2 separate regions of the Sus scrofa genome follow, and region 1 is linked to region 2. Evidence: chromatin contacts called from public Hi-C data. All regions are on one chromosome and are shown on one strand. The core of a region is the stretch at or near the end of the contact, and the rest is flanking DNA. Distances in the headings are between cores, read along the strand shown.

Region 1 (6,351 bases), core at 915-3,414, 38 kb before region 2:
AATCTTTTTTTCTCTCTAGATCATTGATTCCAACCCTCTCCTTTTGCAGCTGAGCAAACTAGAGTCCAAAGATGGAAAAGGCCAGTTAATGGAAGAGCCAGGATCATAACCCAAACTTCTCTGTTCCCAGTGAGTAGTTTTCGCTTCAGCATTTCCCAGGTGTGTTCTGTATGATGATACCAGATAGCCCACGAATAAAGGTTTCCATCAACAAGCAAGTTTGCAAAACACTGGATTAAGGTCAAATAGACGTCTTTTGCAGAGCTCCTCAGAGATTCTCCCTTGAGCATCGTGAAGCTCCAAGATAAGCCTATGACATGGAACATTTCCCCCCGAAGGACTAACACAGACTTCTTCCTCCGGAGCATATTAAACATCTCAGAACGCTTGCTGAGACATTGCTGCAGGGCAGTGGAAACCTCCATGGACTTTGATTTGTGGGGTGTGGTGGTTCTTATGCTAAATTAAAAGCAATCCCATTCCTTCCATTAGGCCTTTCTGTCTGCATCTCTGCCCAGCTGACTTGGGAGGCTGAGGATATAAAAATAATGAAAACCAGATTCTAGAAAGAGCACACTTGTTTAGAGTCACCCAAATGCATCCAAAAGGCAGACTGGATGCTACTCAGCTCTTCTCCCAGGAGGAGGAATATAAAGGAAAAAACCTACACCCTGTGACCCTCAAATTCTTTCCATTCTGAGTAATTTGCTCACAGCCACCACATCACAAAAGTACTAGCTAGAGCCTCTTAAGAGGGGACACAGGAGCCCAGGGAACCAAGGTTCTTATCTCAGCTCTTCCACTATTTGCCATCGGACCTAGACTAGTTCACTATCGGCTCAGCCTCTTACTTTGAAAACTTTTTTGCATCAAATTAATCTCTCCCTTCCTCAGGCTACCATACACTTACATTTTGTCTATACCATTCCTCCCCTTGGGCCCTTGAAAATCTCTTGGGAACATAGTTTGAGAACCAGCAAACCCGATGGGCTCTATAGCTCATCTCGGTTCTGATAACCTGTAATTCAAATTTGTATGTACTTTTGCAAGCTTTGCCTCCGATTGTTATTAAAGGACCCCAGCTCCTTGTGTATTGCTTCTCTTAATCTCTGGGAAGCACCAGGAGTGGTTCTCACTTGCTGGCTTCTTGAGATGCCAGGACTCCCCAGTCCACAGACTCTATTACATGGACTGTGCAGAGGAGAGAAGAATACTTTTCTCCCACCATTGTGCTATATTTTGTCCCATGAATTTCCAATAGGTATCGTTGATGCCCTTTTGATGCACGAAGACCTTAGTAAAGCAGCTCTTCTGTATTTGGCTAATTCCTTCTCACCCCCATTTCCCTCCACAAACTACTAAGCACGAGCCAATGACAGCGCAGGGGTAGGGCTGCAGTGAGGCCGAGAAAGAAAGCTGCATGATAAACCTAACACTGACTGAACTCTGACCCACTTCTCTTTGATGCTGAAGATTCTGTCGCTAGACCCAACTGCCGGTTTCTTCGCTTTGCTTAGGATAAGTTCCTCTCGGGAGACACCAGAGGCCTTCGTGAAAATTAGACTTGCTGAGTTGGGCCTCCTTGGTGGAAGCGTCTGCTGGGGCCTCTGGGAAGCGTATGCCCACGAGAAGTAAGAAAGGCAGGAGCCTTCGTGGGGAGCCTCCTGGGAAGGAGAAAGGGGAGAAGGAACAGGACAGGGGGGAGAGCCTCAGACGGCAGTTCGGATCTGACGCCTCTGAAAGGAGAGGGAGAAAGAGGGAGGCTCGGGCAGGAGACGCCTCAGCCGGCATCGCAGCTCTGAGAAAGTCTCAGCCAGGCTAGTGGGGAGCCACAGAACAGCCCTGCCCATTAGAGAGGCCCTGTGGGGGCCAGAGATGGCTTGGCTCTGCCTGTCTGCAGGCAATCACTGACAGGAAGAAGGAGAGGAAGCGCCTGCATGTGGTGTAAACACAGCAGCAGACGTCAAAGATGCTGCAGCTGACAACACTCTTCCCAGCGGGCCCTGGGGAGGGGGGGATCCGAGCAGTGTCCACCCCAGGTCTGCCACACTGGACGTGCCCGCGCCCGTGTGAATTCAAAACGGGGATGTAATTTAAGCTCAAACGCAGGCCTATCTTACATATTTACTGCAGGTAAATATTTACTGAGCCTGTAACAGGGATTACATTCAGCACCGCAGCGGCCCAGCCCTCGCCAGGGGACCGACTGCGTCTGGGAAGGTTTCAGGTAACAGGGTGCGTTTTTATGACCATCATTGTCAGCAATGGGCCTGTTTCACTAGCCTCCACTGCACACGAACACTGTGTCAAGCTCAGTACAAAAAAGAATAATCCTTAGGGAGCTCAAGTTAAGTTTGCAGTAAGAGATTCTTCCCCCGTGGGGGCTCAGAGGAGACTTCTGAAGACTTTTCTCATGCCAGTCACTAGACGGGCCAAGGTGGAAGGAGCCTTTTGGGAGAATTCACCTTGGAAGTTACCGGAGAGGCCTTGAAATTGATCTGGCAGCCAATCGGGTGGCACAAGGGCGTGCTCCACCCCCACGACGGTGCCAGCCAGGACTCGGGATTTGCTGAGAGGCAGGCCCAACACCTGTTGTGGCTCCTGGATCAGAGTCAAAATTTGGGAGGGAGAAGGGAGAGAAAAGGAAGGAACTGGGAAAGAGGGATTTATAGAGAGAAGAGATAAGACAGCGGGCTTTTCAAAACCAGGCCAAAATTCATCTCAACCTAATCACTTGGCATAAGAGATTAGAGCATCTGTGGCAGAAAGAATGTTGGGCCTGACACCCAAGCTCTGCCTCTAATTCCCCGGCTGACCTTTGTCACTCAATGCCCCCTCCGGGCCTGTGCTCCTTGGCTATAATCTGCAGTTAGACCAGACATTCCTTAAAGTTCTTTCCATGTGAACAGTCTACCATTCTAACAGCTTCCATGAAATCGCCCTGCAAGGACCTGCAGACAGGCATGAAATAAAAAGGGGTACAGGATGAAAATAATTTCCAGTGACTTCCGAAATAAATAATACACTAAACAGAACATAACAGGCATCAGCACGGGCAGTAGAGTGTGGGGTGCGGATCAGTAAAATCTCCAAGGGGAGCTCGTTTCATGATCGGACATTCACGACATCGCTACGGGGCCCTGTTCCATGCTTACACAGAAGTGCAGATGATCTGGGGAGGAAAATAGTTCCACCTGTCAGCTGGTTCTAAAAACTCTGAGGTTCACAAACATTCCAACAACACATGAACCCCCAATGCTATCAAAACAAAGCGACAGCACGGTCCCTGTTCTCTTCCAAACCCTCCTCCAGTTTTCTCTAATAGACACACGCCATTTCCACTCCCCTTGAATGCTGCACTTGCTGCTTATTTGCACCTAAATGAGAGGGCTGGGAGGGGAAAGCATTCTGAGAGATTCTTCCCTAGGCCTAGGATTCTAAGACCAGGATTTCACGCTCCCTTCTCATTTATGCCTCTTACTGAGCTAAGAAAACACCGCAGGTAAAAAACAAAAACAAAACACTACAATCAAGGGAATGGCATCATAAGCAGCCAATCAGGAGACGGCTCCGGGCCTTCAGATATTATTCCTTCCAGGCCAGCCCCCCACCCCCAACCACCCCCAGAGAGGATCAGGTTTTCTCCTGGGGTTTCTTCCCTTTTGAATTAGGCACCACTGAGGGCTCCGGTCCAGAAACACAAACCCTAAACCTCATCTCTGGTAGACAAACAGGTCTAGGGAGATCGTGTGACCTGCAGGACAGACGGCTCTGGGCTCCCTGGCAGACGGGGCTGAAGTGAAGGGAAAGGGGGTGGTGGCCATGAGGACACAGGAGCAGCCACAGGAGGACGTGCAGCCTAAATAAATAATGACAGGTTTGGCAGCAGACACGATTCTCAGACACGCAAGGGGCCTACAGGTAGGGAGTCTGCTAACTCAGACTCTCGTCCTTTGGATCTCAGCTTTTAAATAGCATTTCCTCTGGAAGCAGAGTGCCTCACACCGTTGCACAGGTTGCACCCTGCACACAGCTGGGGTCCGCCATAGATGTTACAGAGTTATCTATTTGTATGACAATTTTCTGGCAGCTGGGAGTCAAATGTTTTGAGGAAAGGGTGTGTCCTTTTTGCTGATTTTTAAAAAAGTGCCCTATGGGCTGGCAGCGATCCTGCTGAGAAGCCTTTCCTGATCAGGTTTAGCACCCCTCGTACCTGCTTCAGAAGGACCCCGAATTCCACCCCCCACCAGCCATCACACCTAGCTCGCTTTATTGTAATTACCTGTTTACTGGTCTGTATTCATACTGGGTTATCAGCTTTGTAAGGGCAGGGGCTGTGTCTTGCTCAACACGGGACCCCAGGCTCAGAATGGTGCTTGGGCCCAGCACAGGCTCCATGGTATTTGCTGAATGAATGAACATCACATTCTGAGCCAGTCCAATGACCTGGCTCTGACTCTAGCAGAAAGAGTCGTAGCCACATCCTGGGTTCAAGACCTTGCTCTTCCTCTCACAAACTATGTGACTTTGGAGCAGTCGCACAGTGACTTTACCCTAATGTCCTTGATGCAAAATATAGGGGTAGCCTTGCCCTGCTCTGACCACCTCAAAGGGTCACTGTAAGAAAAAAATTTACAACTACCCCTGGGTGAACCGTAAAGATATGAGATGACATGAGAAGCTAGGAGCTGTTCCAGGGAAGCTGGACCTTCGAGGGGCCAAGGACCAGGAGCAGTAGCCCCGTATCTGAACACAGTGAGTAGTGACCTCCAGCAGAAAACGAAGGACATCTGGGTCAGGCAGTTACTTTTTTGGTTGCCAGGGACAGAAACCCCAAGTTGTCAAAAGTCAAATGTATCACTTGGGAAAGTTGTAGCCGGGCCTCCAGGACAGTGGAAACAGGCGCAATTTAATGCCACAAGGTAGACAGTTGGCTGGTTCTCCTCCCCCTTCTCATCCCCCCTTCCCCCAGCCCCACCCCAGACCTGCCTCCCTCTCTTTTGGGCCTCCCTGCTACAGATGGGCTCCCTCCACACAGCAAGGCACGTGGCTACTGACAGTTTCTGGCTCCGTCTCAGTCTTGCCATCTGAGGGATGACTGAGCCCCTTAATTCCAGCTCACACACTATCCCTCTGCCCTGGCTTGAGCTGACATATCCAGCTCTGGGCCGAGGGTGAAGGATAGTGATTTTTAGCCCCCATGGGAGCCACATGACTGGGATGGGGCCACCAGTGTTCAAACAGAAGGAAGGTTACTATTCCCAGAGGAAAGGGTGGGGGCCAGGCTAACAAAACAATAGATGCCCCCCCCCCCCCATTTTCTAAAGATTATTCACATGCTGAGACCTGAAATGCCACCATTTGCAAACAATTAGCTTTGGTTTGGGTTCCGCCCCTCTAGGCTCCTTCTCTGAGGTCCTTGTAACAGAAGGAGGAGAGCAGAAGGGTGACAGGAGCAGGGAGAGGGGTGGACAACTAAGTAAAACCACCGGGCATTTTCCTCGGCAAACCTTCAGTAAATAATCAGGGGCCAACCACAAATCGAGAAAGGTTAGTTCCCTTTCTAGACTGGCAGTTGCACCACTTCACCTGCTCAACATCGGACCTAACATCCTCTGGCTTCAGCCAGGTTGTGGCTCAAGTGACAGTGTAACTGAAACGATACTAAGCTGCTGTCTGACTGCCCACTTCACTCTCTGTTCCAGTAGCAGAGCAGAGACAAGGACGCTCTCTTATCTCCCTGTAAAGAGTCAAAACCACATACCTTACAGATGGAGCACTGAGTCTCCAAGAAGGACTATTTCTTCTCCAAAATCACATCTTAAAAGGGAGTTACTGGCCGTGCCACGAGCAGTGTCACCGGCACTTGTCCTTTCCCAGCGTACCACCCCTTGTTTGTCTGCACGCTTACAGCCTGAAAGATGAGCTACCCCTTAATCTCCACTTCCTCCCTTTCTTTTGTCTTTCCGGGTCACTTATTAAGGTGCCTTCTCTAGGTGAGTTTCACTATATGACTGCTTAGTCAACTCTAGGTCCCAGACATCTAGCAGTTGCCTTATCCTCAGCTGTCAGGAATGAAATTCTGACACCACAGACCTCCCCCCCCACACACACACCACCAGTTATGCAGTATTTTCTTCACTACTCTTTAGCATGAATTCACTTTTTGTTGTTGTTGTTGTTGTTGTTTTGTCTTTTGCTGGGCTGCACCTGCGGCATATGGAGATTTCAGGCTAGGGTTCTAATCAGAGCTACAGTTGCCAGCCTACACCACAGCCACAGCAATGTCAGATCCAGCCGCGTCTGCGACCTACACCACAGCTCATGGCAACGCCGGATCCGTAACCCACT
Region 2 (6,255 bases), core at 3,218-5,717:
AGTGAAAGAACCCAGTCACACAAGATCACATATTACATGATTCTGTTTATATGAAAAGTTCAGAACAGGGAAATCTGTACAGATAGAAAGTAGATTGGTGGTTGCTTAGGCTTAGGAATGGGTGATGGGGTGAGAGGAGTCTGATGGCAGAGGGCATAAGATTTCTTTTTGAGGTGATGAAAATGTTCTAAAATTGACTGTGGTGATATTTGTACATATCTGTGAATATAACAAAGAACATTAAATTGTATACATTAAATGGGTGAATTGTTTGGCATGTGATTTTATCTAATAAAGCTGGTTTTTAAAATGTATTGAGACACTCATTCTCATCTGCCTGCACTTACACAAACCTGAAAGTTCCTCTTTAGATTTTTCACCCGAGGTTCTCTGTCTTGCTTCACCCTAATCCTGGGTGTGCTCGGCGTTCTTCCCTTTACGCAAAGACAACCACTTTTTATTTGTTGTCGCTGTATCCCTGTCTCAAGAGGTAGCATGTAAGAGAGGTCAAAGGAGAAAGTTGCTTGCGAGATACTCATTTCCTTTCCTGACTTTTTTTTTAATGCCGAGTTCACTAGAGTTTATGACAAGCATCTTTCAGAACAAGAAGAGAAAACACTTTTCTATTTGCAGTGATCACACAGCAGAGTGATAGATTACCTCAAATTTTAAAGTTTCAAAATAGGGGGGTAATGAAACCTGAGCTCTGCTTAGTGGCAGCACTTCAAGGAACTGGCAGGATGTGAGAGGAGAAGGCCATGTGCCTAGACAGAGGCTTTGGGGTTCGTAGCCTCAGCAGGTTTCCTGGCCATAGCTTCTGACTGGTAGACAAGGAGAAAGCTGTCAGATTTCCAGAAAGCGCTATGACCCTGGACAATGAAGAAACCTTAATGAACTAGAGCTATCTGCTCTCTCTCCCCCCCTTACCAATTAAAGCCTGGGTGGAGACGAGCGTCTCCGATAGTTATGAAAATTTAATCTCCTGCTAGCCTGACAGAGTGAGAGCTTTGAGTCTCTTCATTAGATGTTTTAAAACAGCAAATAAAAGGGTATTTCTTATACACTTGAGGCTTTTCTTTTATACTTTTTAATTTGGAAATAATCTCAAAGTTGCAAATATTAAAATAGTACAAGGAATATTCATCTGTCCTTTTCCCAGATTCACCTAGTGTTAAAAATTTCCCCTATTTGCTACATAGCAGATGTGCTATTTTTTTTTTTTTTTTTGTCTTTTGTCTTTTTGTTGTTGTTGTTGTTGCTATTTCTTGGGCCGCTCCCGTGGCATATGGAGGTTCCCAGGCTAGGGGTTGAATCGGAGCTGTAGCCACCGGCCTACGCCAGAGCCACAGCAACGCGGGATCCGAGCCGCGTCTGCAACCTACATCACAGCTCACGGCAACGCCGGATCCTTAACCCACTGAGCAAGGGCAGGGACCGAACCCGCAACCTCATGGTTCCTAGTCGGATTCGTTAACCACTGCACCACGACAGGAACTCCCAGATGTGCTATTTATCTAACTATATATGTTTGTATATATAGTTACACAATATGTATTATATAAATAAAAATTTACATACTATATAAATATAAAGATAATATATATGCATAATATATATATTACATATAGTATTCCTCTGAACCATTTCACAATAAGTTATATATACCATGATCCTAAACTATTGCATTGAATATTGAATATAAGGGCCAAGAGAGATATTCTCTCTCGTAAACATAGTTTGGGTTGACAGATTTAGCAAATAAAAATGCAGGACACTCTGGACAAATTCCAACAAAAATTACAGCTTCTGAGTTTCCCTGACTAGGAAAACTATTATACTCCCTCTTCTGGATACACTTAGATACTGTTCTTGGATTTGATGAGTTCTGGGTCCTCTTAATTACTCTTCAATTACTAAGCAATAAGCCAGAGACACTGGGAAGTTTCTGGTAACAAATTTATGTCTGCCATGATCTTGCTGATAAAAGTGAGGGCTGGATGGCTCTGATGTTGAAATGAAACTTATTTCTCCCATTCTTTATATTTGTCCTGTATAGTTCTATCTCTGGAAAGTTCTGTTGACTTACTAATGTTGTTCAGAACTGAATAAATGTAATAATTGTCATATAAAAACCGCTGCTTAATCAAATTTAATACGCATATAAATCATCATTGGATCTTGTTAAAATGTAAACTCTGATTCAGCTGAATTGGGATGGGGCCTGAAATTTTATATTTCTTCATAAACTCCCAGAGGACACTGCTACACTGGTCCTCCTGTCACACTTTGAGTAGCAAGATTCTGACCACCTATGCCACAATCAATAGATATTTGTTAAATATGTAGGTATCTAGGCCCTATTCCAATACACTCACTCAGAATCCCTGGGGCAGTGTCCAGGAATATACATTTTCAAGAAACTCTTAGGGCTACCAATGGTCAATGGGTTCGAATGGCCCTTTACCTTTTTCTCTATTATTAACTTTTTTCCTTCAAAGCCCATTGCTGGTCCCTTCAGCCACTTGGTTTTACCAACTACCTCATACTCTGAATTCTTAACAGCTGTCTGCAGCAGGTATTTGACGTTTATCATGGGCTATGTCTTTGGCAAACATCCTGTCTCTGCAAATTTTATTTTTAAAAATGAGTAATTATGTTTTATAGTTTCTTATAGCCTCGGCTCCTGGCATAATACTCGGTGTAGAGAACATATGTGTTTAACAGACATTCATGATGGACAATAACAATGATGAGAGCAAAGGGTGAATTTCTCCCCAGGACACGTGGTTATTTCCCAGGCCTTGTGTGATTAAAAGAACCTGCTGACTCCGTAAAGGAAACACTCAACTGATTAGCAAAAACTGTAATTCCCAACTACAGCATATTATATTCCAGGAATTGGTGCTACAATCCATTTGTAGCTCGGTAGTTTGAATTTCATTATGGTAAATGGCACTTTTAGAGGAACGAAAGGAATATTTTGAATTTATTATTTCTTTTATCTGTGAACCTCAAAGCATTTTAAAGCCATTTATTAAGTTGCTGTAGCCAAGGTGTAAATATTATTATTTTGGTCTTTTTGTCTTTTCTAGGGCCGCACCGGCGGCATGTGGAAGTTCCCAGGATAGGGGTCCAATTAGAGCTGTAGCCTCCCGCCTACACCAGAGCCGCAGCAACGCGGGATCCGAGCCGCATCTGCGAGCTACACCACAGCTCACGGCAACCCCGGATCCTTAACCCACTGAGCAAGGGCAGGGATGGAACCCGCAACCTCATGGTTCCTAATCGGATTCGCTAACCACTGAAACCACGACAGGAACTCCAAAGGTGTAAATATTATTATACCCTCCTTACAAAAACGTCCACCAGCGAAAGAGTTGTAAGGTACTTGGTTAAAGTATCGAGCTATTGTAAGAAGGTTACATCAAGAAACTCAGTAACAGCTGTGTCTGACTAAGCACCATGTCAGGTAAGCACTTAGCATCTCCCACACTTCGTCTTGCGAAGAGAGGAGGCCAAAATAAGGTGAAATTTAAGATTGCAATCATCTTTCCTCTCCCTCTGTATTCCTATTCCTCTTTGCACTCTGTTAAGATGCTCACACATTCTTACTCATGCTTAATTAAATGCTAACACATCTTTCGTCTTTCACAACTTGTCTTTTTCCCCTCCAGTCATCTTGTTCTCCCTACCTCCCAGTCCACTGTAGCAGCAGAGCAAAAAGAAGTGCCAGCTGAGATCTGAAACGAGGTTGGAACCCTCGTCCAGGCACTTAGGAATTCCGTCTCTTTGAGAAGGTCGGGTTCACTCAGAGGCAGTTTCCTCTTTGTGTGTAAAATGGGGATGGATCACGTCTAATTTACTCTGTCACAGGATGGGTGAAACCACAGGTCGCGATTCGTAAATTGTAAAGCACACTCCCTTACTGTACCTGTCTTGTTTAATTTAATTGAAGCCCGGGGCCACAACGTGAAGGTTCCTAAACCGACAGGGTGTGCCCGCAGGGACCAGCCTAGAGGTCTTTTATCCTTTGAGAAAACGCAGGGCATGGAGTTGCTGGGAGGCGTAGTCTTTGCCGCAGTCTCAACACACCGCTGGGAAAGAAAAGAACTACAACTCCCGTGAGGCCGTGCGGAGACAGCCGGGCGCACCCTCCCGCCAGCGCGAGCCTTGAGACTAAACGGGAGGGGGCCTTCGCGCGCCCTGCGGGCTCACACGGGAGCCCTGGGGCGCCCCTCGGTGGCTGAGCCAGAAAAGGAGACGCATGGGAGTCTGCGGGGATCGTAACAAGGACAAAGCACATGGAAAAAGGCAAATTAAAAACTAAAAATCGTTCCTCACCACCTGGCGGGCCCTAACTCGTGGGGCTAGGAAGGCGTCGCTTCCCGGCCAGCGCCTCCCACCGCCCGGTGCCCCGGGGGCTTAAATCTGCAGGGGCGGGAAGGGGCGGGGCCGGCGGCGCGGGTGGGGCGGGGCCTAAGGCGGCGAGCGCTGCTGGCGGCGGCGGCCACAACCCAGACATCTGGGACTGTTGTTCTCTCGCGGCGGGACCGCCTCGGTCCGTTCGCCCAGAGAGACCGGGAGCTGGTCTAGTGGGGAGCGGGCGGCCGCGCGCCCCCTCTCGTGCTTCCCCGAAGCTGCGCAGGAGCTGGCACAAACATCCTGCGGCTGGTCTCCAATGCCCTTCAGTGAGGAGGGGGCGTCGCGACCCTGGTGAGCGTACGTCAAGCCCTTCCAGTTCGGTGTCTGCGCGGGTCCCCTAGGCCCGCACCCCCGTCAGGCTGCCATGGCTGAAAACGCAGAGGGAGACCTGAACTCCAACCTGCTCCACACCCCCTACCACACCGGGGACCCTCAGCTAGACACGGCCATCGGGCAGTGGCTGCGTTGGGATAAGGTGGGTACCTGGTCGGCTCGGCATCCGCCCTCTCCTCCCGCCCCCCACCCCTTACACTGTACGCCCTTTCGCGTCCCCACCCGCTGCCCGGCGGGCTGTGGGGGAGACGGCTCCCGCCGCCGGGCGGGGGTCAGCGGAGTCGGGCGTTACCACGCACCTATGCTTGGGCTGCCTCCTGGGACCATTTAAGCTGAGAAGGAACGCCTGTAGTCGCTTCCTTTTGCAGTGAGCGAAATTGCAACCTCCCTTCCTCCTCCGCCCCCCCCCCCCAGGTGTATGTCATCTCTCTCAAAAAATAATAATAGTATAACATCATCATCATCATCATAAGCTCTACCCTTACTGGAGCTATTTCCTTTTCCCTTTCTTCTCCCTTGACTTCCTATTTAACAAATCTGAAAGTGGTTTTGTTGGGTTTCGCCCCCCCCTCCCCGTTTCCCCCCGCACCCTTCTTGGACGTTTCTAACCGCTATCCGCTTTAGTCCTGGTCCGGTGTGTTTCCACCTTTCGTCGCTAGGTAATCGCCGGTCTTTTATCACTCCCTGGTATATTCTCTAATATCACCTTTTGCTTTTGAGAAAGGTAGAGGTTCTCTTTCTTTCTCGGCCAGGAGTTGTTTTCTGGAAGTATCCTGTTCCAGAAATCGTTTTCCAGGTTTCATGTGATGTTTCTGACACAGAATTGTTTTTGCTTTACCGACTCCCTCCCCATTCCTCCCACTCCTCCAAATTGTTGCGGCGATTTCCTCTTGTGCGGGCATATGGGATGGATATGTGAGAGCTAGAATTAAAATAGAGCTAGCTCGCTTGAAAAGAGGCCCCTGGTGGCTCCAACCAGAGGAAGATGATCCAGGCTTTTGCTTTGTGAAAGTCTAAATGCATTCGCTCATGTAGAGAGGACAATATGTTTAAATGGAGTTACTGATACTGAATGAAAGAATTGGTACGGTAATATGTGAAATTGTTATTCAGTCTCATAAAGGATTATTAGCTTTCTGAAAAAGTTTTATTTTCACTTTGTTGAGTAATTCATGGATTCAGCAAAAAATATCTGTTGAGCAGTGGGTAATGTGCGGGGGCCTTTAGGTCCAGGGTATGCTATTGTTGAGGAAGCTAGAAAGGGTTGGTTCCTGCCCTCAACAGCCTTCAGTCAGAAGATAAGGAAGACCAACAAATAAGCAATTACGAGTTATTTACTATGCCTGGGATATATATATATGTCTTGGACATTCTGATTCTTCCTCTGGAGTCTAAACCAGTGCTTCTCAAACTTTGAAGTACTTACAGATCCCCTGAATCTTGAAATGCAGATTGTGATTTAAGAGGCTTGGGGTGGGGCCTGAGATTCTACTTCACAAT

What was found. A called contact is a pair of places that touch in the nucleus more often than the background predicts.
Region 1: a Hi-C map of skeletal muscle shows a contact between it and region 2, with 3 times the contacts expected there. The contact joins the enhancer-like site here to the promoter of PGM2L1 in region 2. A contact is called at or near these places in 1 of 5 promoter capture datasets (liver), 21 of 47 Hi-C or Micro-C datasets (alveolar macrophages, blood, brain and 11 more) and 2 of 2 datasets of contacts at active chromatin or transcription factors (alveolar macrophages and skeletal muscle).

The regions. Positions count from the first base shown.
Region 1 is chr9:8,795,559-8,801,909 of Sscrofa11.1, reverse strand. It overlaps LOC106504800 (a long non-coding RNA gene), which reads right to left and starts at 6,085. Exons shown (of 3, transcript XR_002335531.1): 1 at 5,765-6,085. LOC110255398 (a long non-coding RNA gene) reads left to right here. Exons shown (of 2, transcript XR_002335532.1): 2 at 50-1,819. Within about 2 kb of position 2,164, at least 21 of the 83 cell types and tissues checked have an H3K27ac peak or open chromatin away from gene starts, as enhancers often do. A contact at or near this core is called in epiblast stem cells, fetal skeletal muscle and skeletal muscle, where this site is marked.
Region 2 is chr9:8,759,933-8,766,187 of Sscrofa11.1, reverse strand. It overlaps PGM2L1 (glucose 1,6-bisphosphate synthase), which reads left to right and starts at 4,467. Exons shown (of 14, transcript XM_003129639.5): 1 at 4,467-4,897. The coding sequence starts at 4,787.